Regions from separate parts of the Mus musculus genome. Here regions 1 and 2 are each linked to region 3. The links are chromatin contacts, called in public HiChIP or PLAC-seq and capture Hi-C maps. All regions are on one chromosome and are shown on one strand. Each heading gives the region's core, a stretch centred on a gene start, on an enhancer-like site or on the middle of the called end of the contact. The rest is flanking DNA. Distances are from core to core; before and after follow the strand shown.

Region 1 (4,219 bases), core at 977-3,476, 430 kb after region 3:
AAGGCAGATTTAAGAGCAGATTCAACTACGGGGTATAGTTGAATGATCCCTTCATAATATACCCCTTCAGTTTTTTTGATACAGCCTCATTTATATTGAGTACTGAATAATTCAGAAATGTTCAAATCCAAGAATGAGTATAATATGAGAAAGGAAGAAAGACATTCCTGCTCTGTTCCTTCAGTTCAAGGGGTTAACAAGGCACCAGACTATTTGTATGTGTAGTTTGCAATAGGCTTGTCAATGGTCTTCATTTTGCACTAAGACTTCTGATCTTCATAGTTCTCATGTAAAGTATATCATCTAGATTTCACAATGCCCTGTTAAGGAGATATAGTTAGAAAATACTGGGAATTCTCAGAAATGTGTTTCTTAAGGTCACTGGCCTTATGGGAAGCTAAGGCAGAATTCAGAACCTGGCCTCCTCCTCTGGATTTAGAACTTCTTCTACTGTGCTATTTTGCTTTTAGGAGCTTGCAAATGAAATCTAGAACAGTTTGAGGATATGTGGATGCTCCTGTGGAAGTGTTGAGGCCACTGCAGGACTCTGCTAAAGCAATGCATGTGCTGGCAACTAGCAGCGTTTGGAAGCTTATTTTAAAGGTGAGCTCTCAGGACCAGTCCTGTGTCTACGAGTCAGAACATGCTTTTTATCAAGGTTTCCGGCACTTCACAAGCACAGTGCTTTGCAGAAGCATGTGGAGATGATTATTTAAAACGAAAGGCTTCTGATTGAATCCTCAAAGCTCAGGAGATAGACTACACTGATCTTCTCAGGAAGTCAAAAGCAAAGCGGAAGCTTAGGAGTATTACAGAGAAGTGAAGATATCCATTGGGCCATGTGGATGCAAGGGGCTGGGATACCCAAAACTCCTTGACAAAGTATTTCTCTCCACTGTATATTTTCAGAGAATGATGTATGCACATAGAAGGAAAAAATAATGTGTAGTTAGACCCTAAGCTAGAAATGGAAACAAACCTTTCCTTATTTTTTTGTATTTTATTATCTAATATTGTTCCAAGAACACTTTAACTAAATGTTATTATTTTATCTTCATTTGAAGCTATCATCATCATTATTACCACAAATCTATGTTACATTACTGATTCAAGTCCTGTATATATGATACATATACCATATATATCTCAAGTCATATATATCTTACCAACTTAATCTTAAGACTAAGTTAACTTATTGAGCATCCCTACCATTTAGAGAGGAAGACGGAGGTACAGAGAACTGAAGTACCTTACCCATGGCTACATCATTTGTGTGTTGTGGTGCTTCAGTTCAGACCCAGGGAGTCCTTCTTCAGAGCCCATGCTTGTAATCATTGTACTAGCCCTCTGTCCCTGAGCAGAATATCCAGCTACCCCAAGGACACAGAGCTGACACAGGGCACAACCCAGTCTTGCTTCAGACCCGTGCTCATTGTCACGACCCAGTGTTCTCAAGTAAGAAAAGGTTGCTGGAATCCATCCCAGACTTCTGAATCTGCTACTTGGGATACATAATTTTTAAATCCCCAGAGATGATTCTATTGCCCATTTCTCGTCCAGTAGCATGACACTCCACTCTTCTGCCTCTTAGTTTAGCTAGCTAAATAGCAAAATTATTTATAATTTTGCTGGACTACTGATTTCTTAAGGATAGACTGTTTTGTGTATCTCTGTGAATGTTTCTTGAGTGCTGAGTTTCAGACTTGCCTCAGTAGCTTCTATAAATGTTTGCAGTTAGAAAAGAAATGCTTGTGTCCCAAGGTCTCATTCCTCTATGGCAGTAGCTCTCAAAATTTAGCACACACCACGCTTCCTGAAAGGAATTTAGAGCTCAGATTCCTGGCCTTATCTCTAGTTCATCGATTTGATTGAGTTGTTCAAGAATTTGCATTTCTGATGATTTCCCAGGAGATACTGATGAGGGTGGAGGTGGTGGTGGTCTTAGGGGGAGGGCTACACTTTGTCAAGAACGCTGGCCTTCTGACACTATTACTGAGGCTATGGAGAGCTCACAAAAAGGAATCTATCATGACTGCCCTCCGAAAGACCCAACAAGCTGCTGAAAGAGTTAGATGCAGATATTTGGCACCCAACCAATGGACAGAAGCAGCTGACCCCTGTTGTTGAATTAGGGAGAGCTGAAAGAAGCTGTGGAGAAGGGTGACCCTGTAGAACCAGCAGTCTCAATTAATCTGGGCCCTAAGATTTCTCAAACATTGGACCACCCACCAAATAGACAGAACAGACAGCATACACCAGCTGATATGAGGCTCCCAATACACATACAGTAGAGGACTTCCAGGTCTGTGTTTATTCAGAGATGATGCACCTAACTCTCAAGAGACTGGGGGTCCCATGGAGTTTAGAGGTCAGGTTGGGTGGGGGCGTGCATATGCAGATAGGGTAGGGTGGGGTGGGGGCATGCATATGCAGATAGGGTAGGGTGGGGTGGGGGCATGCATATGCAGATAGGGTAGGGTGGGGAGCAGACAGAGGCTGAATGGAGGGGGGCAGGGAATGGAATATGGAGTGTAAAAATAAATTAAAATTAAATTAAATTAAAAAAATTTAAGACAAAAAACAAAAAACAAAACAAAACAAACAAACAAACCAACAACAATAGCAAAAACCGCTGGCCTTGGAAAGTTCCAATGCTTTGATGGATTTCCAGGGAGAACAGACAGTGAGGATGAGCATCATCCCATTTGTTAAGGTTCATGCTTCAAGAAATTACTTAGCCTACCATTTTGTGAGTCTATGATCAATAAATTAAGGCTGGGAGAAATGACATCTGTTAGCATATGCTTTGAAAAGGATTGTGCCTTTCCTTTTTTCCCCCCCTCTGTTCCTATAAAGTGTGTCCTTTTTTTTATTAGATATTTTCTTTATATACATTTCAAATTTCAAATGCTATCCCAAAAGTTCCCTATACCCTCCCCCTGCCCTGCTCCCCTACCCACCCACTCCCACTTCTTGGCCCTGGCATTCCCCTATACTGGGGCATATAAAGTTTGCAAGACTAAGGGGCCTCTCTTCCCAATGATGGCCGACTAGGGCATCTTCTGCTACATATGCAGCTAGAGACATGAGCTCCGGGGTACTGGTTAGTTCATATTGTTGTTCCACCTATAGGGTTGCAGACTCCTTCAGCTCCTTGGGTGCTTTCTCTAGCTTCTCCATTGGGGGCCCTGTGTTCCATCTTATAGATAACTGTGAGCATCCACTTCTGTATTTGCCAGGCACTGGCATAGCCTCATACGAGACAGTCATACCAGGGTCCCTTCATTAAAATCTTGCTGGCATATGCAGTAGTGTCTGGGTTTGGTGGCTGATTATGGGATGGATCCCCGGGTGGGGGTAGTCTCTGGAAAGTCCATCCTTTCGTCTTAGCTCCAAACTTTGTCTCTGTAACTCCTTTCATGGGTATTTTGTCCCCGATTCTAAGGAGGAACCAAGTATCTACCCATTGGTCTTTCCTCTTCTTGATTTTCTTGTGTTTTGCAAATTGTACCTTGGGTGTTCTCTGTTTCTAGGCTAATATCTACTTATCAGTGAGTGCATATCTAATGACTTCTTTTGTGATTGGGTTACCTCACTAAGGATGATATCCTCCAGATACAACCATTTGTCCAAGAATTTCATAAATTCATTGTTTTTAATAGTTGAGTAGTACTCCATTGTGTAAATATAACACATTTTCTGTATCCATTCTTCTGTTGAGGGACATTTGGGTTCTTTCTAGCTTCTGGCTATTATAAATAAGGCTGCTATGAACATAATGGAGCATGTGTCCTTATTACCAGTTGGAAGTTCTTCTGGATATATGCCCAGGAGAGGTATTGCTGAATTTTCTGGTAGTATTATGTCCAATTTTCTGAGGAACCTCCAGACTGACTCCAGAGTGGTTGTACTAGCTTGCAATCCCACCAGCAATGGAGGAGTGTTCCTCTTTCTCCACATCCTCGCCAGCATCTGCTGTCACCTGAATTTTTGATCTTAGCCATTCTGACTGGTGTGAGGTGGAATCTCAGGGTTGTTTTGATTTGCATTTCCCTGATGATTAAGGATGTTAAACATTGTTTCAGGTGCTTCTCAGCTATTCAGTATTCCTCAGTTGAGAATTCTTTGTTTAGCTCTGTGACCTAGTTTTTAATGGGGTTATTTGAATTTCTGCAGTCCAGCTTCTTGAGCTCTTTGTATATATTGGATATTAGTTCCC
Region 2 (4,212 bases), core at 777-3,276, 290 kb after region 3:
ACAAGTAGGCGATTCATGTAAACTAAGGCATTTGTCATGAAGAAGAGAAGAGGTTTGAGAGCAAGTAGGTTTGTATGGTGAGGTGGACATTTTGGGTGGCCACCCAGAGGGGACTGGGCTAGAAGTTAAAGGTAACAATCTTTCTTCAGTTTGGTTATCCTGGTGGATGATGGAAGAATTCCTTGCAGTGTGGAACGGGTTCAGAAGGAAGTAGAGGGGAAATGAGGTCCATTGTCATCAGATGATAGTCCAACTGTGTGCTAAGTGCATTTGTTCATGCTCCTGTGTGGCTCTCTAAGGCCACAGAAAACAAATGACATTAGAGAGAGAGAGACATAGGGGGGGAAGGGAAGGGAAGGGAAGGGAAGGGAAGGGAAGGGAAGGGAAGGGAAGGGAAGGGAAGGGAAGGGAAGAGAAGAGAAGAGAAGAGAAGAGAAGAGAAGAGAAGAGAAGAGAAGAGAAGAGAAGAGAAGACCTTCTTAGTGTATGTGTATTACACCAAAGGTTGGGACACGGTATAATATACAAAAGATTTACATCATTTATAATAATGAAGACAGAGATAAAAAGATCAAAAACCAGCATAAAAGATCAAGTATGAGAAGTAATATTGGGAGACTATGCCGGGGCCTAGCAAACACAGAAGTGGATGCTCACAGTCAGCTATTGGATGGATCACAGGGCCCCCAATGGAGGAGCTAGAGAAAGTACCCAAGGAGCTAAAGGGAACTGCAACCCTATAGGTGGAACAACAATATGAATTAACCAGTACCCAGGAGCTCTTGTCTCTAGCTGCATATGTATCAAAAGATGGCCTAGTCCGCCATCACTGGAAAGAGAGGCCCATTGGTCATGCAAACTTTATATGCCCCAGTACAGGGGAATGCCAGGGTCAAAAAGTGGGAGTGGGTGGGTAGGGGAGTGGAGGGGGAGGGTATGGGGGACTTTTGGGATAGGATTGGAAATGTAAATGAGGAAAATACCTAATAAAAATATTTAAAAAAGAAAAAAAAAAGAAAAGTAATATTGGAACAGCCTTCGTTAGAGTATTATGTGTATACTCTCAAATAATATTTTGGTCTAGTTTTCAGTCCGTTAGGATATTGCTATTTTGTAAACAAAATTTAAAACAATTCAAAATTGATAATTATATTTTTGAAATCCTCTAGCAAAAATTAACTAGGGAACAAAAGAAAAGAAATATAAAAATATTGTCAAATTTTTGACTGAGGATGGTGGGGTTATGAGTAATAGACATTTTCTTTCTTTCTTTCTTTCTTTCTTTCTTTCTTTCTTTCTGTCTTTCTTTCTTTCTTTCTCTCTTTCTTCTTTTCTTTCTTTCTGTACTTTCTCTGCCTCGGATACTAATTGTTCCTTGTTTATAAGAACTGTCATAAAAACCACAGACATGGCTGGAAATCTCCACCATCCACTTTGTCCCTTTTCAATGTGCCCTCCCCAATCCCCTGAAGAGCTAAGTGCCTTCCAGGCTTTATCATCCAGAGTGAAATACCAAGGCATTTAACAAATCAGCAGAAATTATCAGCTGGGCTGGTGAGGGGAGAGGGCGATTGTGTGGAGGCAGATGCGTTATTAGAGCCGTTGGAGCTGTATATATTAAAGATATTTGCATTGCCCTTATTGATTCTGTAATATGTTACAAGGAAAGGAAAACATAAAGTGGGGCCAAGAACGTGTGAGTCTTTAAAGGGCAAGTTTTAATTAGGAAACATATTTATTTGAAAAAATAACAACTTCTGTTTGGAGACCAGCAGTTACTACAGAAGGGTTGCTGGATGTGAGAATTCCAGGCAAGGGATCACAGAGGGGGAGCGGCCAATGCTTCATGCCTGCTGTCTGTCTGATACTTTATCAAATGCCAAGCTGGTTTCATAGGATTTAGATACCCACTGATAGGCCCCGGCAGACTTTCACAATTAGAGGGTAAGGAAAGGGTCAGGGCACGCCCCCAGGCTTCAGGCAGCTAAATGTAAGTAGAAAGCTCCCTAGAAAAGCTCCCCATTGAATGCCCACCCTGTTGAGATATTTAGCATAAGAGACTGGATGTTCCTTAACCTGAATAACAATAGCACAGCACCTAAGCAAGCCGACTCCTTCCATCTTTCCCCAACCTCTACATCTGCAATTCTTTCCATTCCTCACCCACCCTGAGGGGGAGCCTGTGAAGGAGAAGGGGGCACCGCCTAGAAATGGTCAGAGCTGAATGCTGAACAGTAGTGAAGGCTGAGGAGAACCGGGAAGGTTCCTGGAAGTCCTTGGGTGTGGCCTGGAGCTTCCCGGATGTATCATCTGTGGGATCCTCTTGCTATCCAAGGAAAGGGCGTGAGAGTACTGAACCCACCCCCACTCCCCCCTGCTGGCTCCGCAGCGTATGGACAGTCGGTGTCAGAAGACACCCCCCCACCCCCGCCCCCACCCCACCCCCGGTTCCTGGCCTTTTCTAGCTCAACCACATTTGTAAAAAGCAAGAGGGGAAGCCATGACTACTCTCTGGCCAGCTGACTCAGTGAATTTCTGTGCTGCCTGCCTATCTAACCCGTGAGCTGTCTTTCGGCCTGATGGAAAGAGAAGCTGGTATTTGGGAATAAATGACAACTTAAACTGTCTGCAAGTAAGGGGAGCACGCCCTAGGATCATCACAAATACTCTTTTAGGGAAATGGTTGGATCTTGTCCTCCACTCTGCTCCTTACGGCCTATCTGGCTTTTACACATCCTTAGCAAAAATTCCTTCACTGAATTAAGAAACGGATGTTAATAGACCCTGCATGGCCTGAACACTTCTGGAAAACAGCAAAGAGGGTTACCTCATTTCAGTTGTAGCTCCAGGCCATGTGATCGACACAGTCACTATTTCCACAACATAGGTGAGAAAACTGAGACACGGGGACGTTAAGCAAGAACTAGCAAAAGGCTATCAGCAAGTCAAGGAACTTGCTGCCAAATCTGGCCACCTGAGACTGAGCCCTGGGTTCCACAAAGAAGCAAACTAACTCTCATACATTGTCATTTGTGCTGGCTAGTGCTATGTCAACTTGATCCAAGCTATAGTCATCTGAGAGAAGGAAGCCTCAACTGAGAAAACACTTCCATAAGATCTGGCTGCAGGCAGGCTGTAAAGCATTTTCTTAATGAATGATTGGTGGGGGAGGGTGGGGCCCGCCCCTTTGTGGGTGGCGCCAGCCTTGGGCTGATGGTTCTGGATTCTGTAAGAAAGCAGGCTGAAGAAGCCATGGGAACCATCAAATAAGTAGCTTTCCTCCATAGCCTCTGCACCAGCTCCGGCCTCCAGATTCCTGCCTTGAGTTTCTGCCCTGACTTCTTCAGTGATGCGCAGTGATGTGTAAGTCTAACAAACTCTTTTCTCCTTAAGGTGCTTTTGGTCATGGCGTGTTTGTCACAGCAATAATAACTCTCACTAAGACATCCTTTGATGTCCACACTAGTATCCTGGCACGTCGTGCATATGCGTGTGATGCACATATAGGCAATAAATACATGTAATTTAAAAATGAAACAGAGAAGTTAAGCAAGTTGCTGAAGGTCCTATTCTAAGAATGTTCTGATAAGACAGCCATTGCAGTACATTGAGCTCCATAGAGACAGCGCCGGGGCAAGCGCGAGCCGGACGGGCACTGGGCGACTCTGTGCCTCGCGGAGGAAAATCAACTAAACATGGGCAAAGGAGATCCTAAGAAGCCGAGAAGCAAAATGTCCTCATATGCATTCTTTGTGCAAACTTGCCGGGAGGAGCACAAGAAGAAGCACCCGGATGCTTCTGTCAACTTCTCAGAGTTCTCCAAGAAGTGCTCAGAGAGGTGGAAGACCATGTCTGCTAAAGAAAAGGGGAAATTTGAAGATATGGCAAAGGCTGACAAGGCTCGTTATGAAAGAGAAATGAAAACCTACATCCCCCCCAAAGGGGAGACCAAAAAGAAGTTCAAGGACCCCAATGTACCCAAGAGGCCTCCTTCTTCTTGTTCTGTTCTGAGTACCGCCCCAAAATCAAAGGCGAGCATCCTGGCTTATCCATTGGTGATGTTGCAAAGAAACTAGGAGAAATGTGGAACAACACTGCAGCAGATGACAAGCAGCCCTATGAGAAGAAAGCTGCCAAGCTGAAGGAGAAGTATGAGAAGGATATTGCTGCCTACAGAGCTAAAGGAAAACCTGATGCAGCGAAAAAGGGGGT
Region 3 (4,164 bases), core at 704-3,203:
GGAGGGGGTGGGAAGGGGGGAGGGCAGAGCATTACAGTAGCCCTAAGCTGAGGCTAGTTTCACAATGAAGGTAGTAGTGCTTAGTTTGAGCAAGGGCTCAATCAAGCTATATGGAATGAATGAAAAAGGGTGGACAAATGAGGGTTATCATCGAACTTTGATACAGAGAGCTGCCCTATAGGCTTAACTCTTCAACTCTGTGGGAGAAACAAAATTTCTTGGCCCTGAGCATGTTATGAGAAACGGCACTGAAGCCATGTTTGTGGTGTAGTAATGAGAACGAGGAATGCTGGGCCAGCTTTATCTATGACCAGAATTCTGGCTCTGCTGTTGGTATCAACTCTAAGCCGACTGATTTATGACTATTGTTGTGCTTAAATTGGATACATAGGCCATTCATTAATTTTTAGCCCTTTTCTTTTTCTAACATAAGCACTGAAGATCATAAATTTCCCTCTAAGTGTTGTCTTGGCTGTATTCCACAACTTTTGATATTTAATATTTCCTTGATAGTTCATTTGTAACTATTTTATAATTTCTATTGTCATTTCTTTTTGACCCAAGAGTGAGTTAGTAGTGTGTTTGTAAAATCTCTCAATACAGTTTTAAAAGATACAAAATAGAAAACGTCTCATCTTCCTGTTATTGACTTTTAGCTTAATTGCATTGTGGTGAGAAAATGCGGTCTGTAGGATTCTGATTCCTTGAAATTTATTGGGAAATGTTTTATGGACTAAGATGTAGTCAACTTTTGTAAATGTTGCGTATATGCTTAGAATATTAATGTGTTTTCTGATGTGATCTCTGGCCAGTTTTTTTTCTTCCTGCCTTCCTTTCTCCATTCTTTCCTTCTTTCTCCCTCCTATCTTCACCCTTCTTTCTTAAGACAGGGCCAGACTGGCCACAAAGTCACTATGTAGTTGAAGATGACCTTTAACACCGAGTCCTCCTGCTCCCACCTCCAGAGTGCTAAGTGGGGATTGACTTTGGGTACTGTAGGCAAGCACTCTAGCCATAGCCCTGCTTAGGCCAGTTTCTTTCAGCCCCTTCTACACTCCCATTTCTTTGCTGGTAAAAGAGGTTGTGAGCAACGCAGACAGCTCCAAATTACACTTAGTTCTGGTGACAAAAGCCAGAAAAACAACAACAAACCACAAAAACCAAGGAGAGTAAAAGCGAAAGCTGCCCAGGTTGGGCTAGCTTTTGCTTATAATAATATAAACGACAGTGTCTCATGCTCTCCAACCATTTGAAGTTTCTAAATAATAAGCACATTTGTCACTGGGTCTTAGCAAGTCTGTCTAAATAGAAGCCATGGTGTCAACTCAGAAAGGTAAAAGGTAGCAAAGGAAGAAACTCCTGATGTGTGTGTGTGTGCGCGCACGCATGCATGTATGTGTTGTGTATGCATGCTTGTGCATGAAAGTGCACGTGCAGTTATACACTCTGCCCTGAGTACTGGAACCTGGATCTCTTACTCTTCCCTCTGTCACTCCTTGCCCTCTCAAATACATCTTCTCCCTCACTGTCTGTGAGACCTGCCCCGTGATCACCTGCAATGCTGCCCTCCTTGCCCTGATCAGATATGTCTTCTCAGTCACTGTCCTCTAGATCCGCTCCCCTGATCACCTGCAATGCCGCCCTCCTTTCTAACCTGCTTCATTCCAAGATTACATTCTGTCAAGATTTTAATATACAACCTCAGGAGGTAAATTCAGAGGCAATCTCCTTGGCAGATGTAATTCTGGAAGAGGGCTGGGGTTAGGTAGTGGGCGGCGAGCAGAGCAGCTCGATGCTGACAGAGTTCCAGGAATCTTCCTCTAGCACACGCCCTTCCGGTGACCTTGCCCCCGCCCCCACCGTGTGCTCTTTTCTCCTCCGAGCTTAGCTGGAAGATCTGTCTGCGTCTTTCTTGCCTACGCTTGCTCTTCACGGATCGCTGTGGTGTGACTCTCATCTGCTGAATGCTCTCATCAGGATCGTGACGATGACACTGCAAAGGATGGATCCACGGTGGCCTCTCTGACTCATCAGTCACAGGAACTGCCCATCCTTCTGGAAACTGTCCTGCCTCAGCATTTATGCCACGGGCTTCCCCTGCCTTTTCCATCTTCTAAGAAGTCCCTTTGGCATTGGAATTTGAATTTCTATGATTTCATTAGAATCACTTCAGAAAGAACAATGACCCTAAGCCACCATTTATTAAGTGCACAATACCTTCATGCCGGTTAATGTGTTGAACATCATTTATTTCTCTTCATTTGCACAATAACCACCAGAGGTAGATGCTATTCTTTATATTTCTCAGATGAGAGAATGGAAGGGTAGAAAAGTCTTATAAAGTCCTAGGACCACTCAGCCAAGACTTGGGAGATTAGGAGTCAAACTCCTGTTTCATCTAATCCAGAGCATATAGGCTCCACTGTGGTCCTCACTCCTGCCAGCCTCCTAGTTCTTGGCCTCTGAGATTACCATCTCCCCATGATGTTACACTGTCCTCCCTTCACCTCGTTCTGCCTCCCCCAGAAGGCCTCTGGTCTGAAACACAACCCATTGGTCCAGGCCCTGCTCTGCCAAGCCTACTCAACGAAACTACTCCCATCCCTCATTATGAAAATTCTGTATCCCAAGCTACCCATTGGTCCCCTAAGAATTGAACATACAGAGCATACTGCTTTCTAGAAGTCTAAATAGAAGCAACCAAACAAAGGGATTTGTTACCAGTGTTTCTTTTGTTCTTGCTTTGCTTTTTCTCTTTGATTGTTGATTTTAATTTAATTGGATTTATTTATTTTATGTGCATAGCCATGTTTTGCCTGTATGTTACTACATGCATGTCTAGGATACATGGATAATAAAGAAGGCATTGGAACCTTTTGAACTGGAGTCATGGATAGTTGTGTTGCATGTAGGTGCTGAGATTTGAACCAGAGTCCTCTGGAAGAGCATTAATTGATAATCCATCTCTCCAGCACCCCTAAAGATGTTTTTTAAATGCTCACCCTTGGAAACACAACAACAGGCTATTGTTATAATAGGAAGAAGCTTACTAGAAGTTAGAAGTCATGGTGCTTGGGTAAGGGAGAAGTTCTTCTCAGAACTTGTGCATGGACGAAATTCTCGTGATCTATCTAGCCAGGACGGTTGCCAAGGTTACTAAACCAGGTCTTGTCAATTTCCTTACCCAATCACCACATTTTAGAATCGCATTTACACATCAAGCCACACTCAAATGCCTTCTCATTCTTGAGAGATTCGCCTTCCCTTTCTTTAAGAGGTGTAAATGAACCCACTTTCACTCCAGATCATCTTTGCTAGCTAAGTCTCACTTGGCATTCCATCATCCATCACGAATGTCACAGTTCAAGAGGAGCTGCAGCATCTTCACTGCTGTCGCTGGGCTTGAAGGTGAAGTCAGTTCATTCCTGATCCATTCAGAACCAAACCTAGGGCTTGGCACACAAACGTCAGCGATGGAAACAAGATGGCGTTGGCATCCAAAAATCGTCAAATGCAGGTCTCAGTGGATGAAAATAAAAACACCGGGAACTAAGGAAATATCGAATCCATCCAACAGATAAGGAGCCCAAAAGGGGAGGATGTTCCCATTGAACATGAAATTCGTGCACCGTGGCTCACAAACACGTCAGTGAGGTGGATTTTGACATGCTCCAGGTGAATTTAACATTGGAGACCTACATCCAGACATATCCCAGTTCCCACAGTCAAAAGATCAGAGTCAGAACTTAGAAAGGGCTTCAGGCTAAGTCACTACAACCAGGGATCAGCAGAGGGACCAGAAGGGCTGTGTCCACGCAGCTCTCTCTCCACTCCCAGACCAGCAAATGAAGCCTCCAGGAAGCCAAGTGCTTTTGGTATCACTAAAAATAAACTCTCCAAACTTCATCTAGATATATTGCAGCTGCAATTTACAGCGTCTAGAACTTCACATGGTATAATTAGCAAATGGATTACAATGATTTATTTTTGGTTTCAAAGCTCAAATGAACATAACCTTCCAGTCGAATGGGAAAAGAAGAGGCTTGGAGCCAGCCACATTCCTCCAGTCCCCTTCCAAAGCCATAATTTCCATTCTGGCAGGCATCCATCTACTGATGTCCAGTGGACATGCCATGAGAGGGGACAAGAACTCTGGGTTCTGGT

The links. HiChIP or PLAC-seq counts read pairs in DNA pulled down with a chosen protein or histone mark. Capture Hi-C pulls out chosen DNA fragments and counts their contacts.
Region 1: a capture Hi-C map of embryonic stem cells shows a contact between it and region 3, with 2.8 times the contacts expected there. The contact joins two enhancer-like sites. A contact is called at or near these places in 2 of 115 datasets of contacts at active chromatin or transcription factors (both in embryonic stem cells) and 1 of 9 other capture datasets (embryonic stem cells).
Region 2: an H3K27ac HiChIP or PLAC-seq map of embryonic stem cells shows a contact between it and region 3, with 7 read pairs. The contact joins two enhancer-like sites. A contact is called at or near these places in 13 of 484 Hi-C or Micro-C datasets (the N1E-115 cell line, cerebral cortex, cochlea and 3 more), 16 of 115 datasets of contacts at active chromatin or transcription factors (craniofacial prominence, embryonic basal ganglia, embryonic forebrain and 9 more) and 1 of 9 other capture datasets (liver).

The regions. Positions count from the first base shown.
Region 1 is chr7:96,059,883-96,064,101 of GRCm38.p6, reverse strand. No RefSeq gene overlaps it. Among named protein-coding and RNA genes, the nearest start is that of Tenm4, 110 kb to the left of the region's middle. Within about 2 kb of position 2,226, at least 4 of the 459 cell types and tissues checked have an H3K27ac peak or open chromatin away from gene starts, as enhancers often do. A contact at or near this core is called in embryonic stem cells, where this site is marked.
Region 2 is chr7:96,203,020-96,207,231 of GRCm38.p6, reverse strand. All of the region lies in intron 1 of Tenm4 (teneurin transmembrane protein 4), which reads right to left. It also overlaps the pseudogene Gm8319. Among named protein-coding and RNA genes, the nearest start is that of Tenm4, 34 kb to the right of the region's middle. Within about 2 kb of position 2,026, at least 13 of the 459 cell types and tissues checked have an H3K27ac peak or open chromatin away from gene starts, as enhancers often do. A contact at or near this core is called in embryonic stem cells, where this site is marked.
Region 3 is chr7:96,491,985-96,496,148 of GRCm38.p6, reverse strand. All of the region lies in intron 3 of Tenm4 (teneurin transmembrane protein 4), which reads right to left. Among named protein-coding and RNA genes, the nearest start is that of Gm15412, 150 kb to the right of the region's middle. Within about 2 kb of position 1,953, at least 10 of the 459 cell types and tissues checked have an H3K27ac peak or open chromatin away from gene starts, as enhancers often do. A contact at or near this core is called in embryonic stem cells, where this site is marked.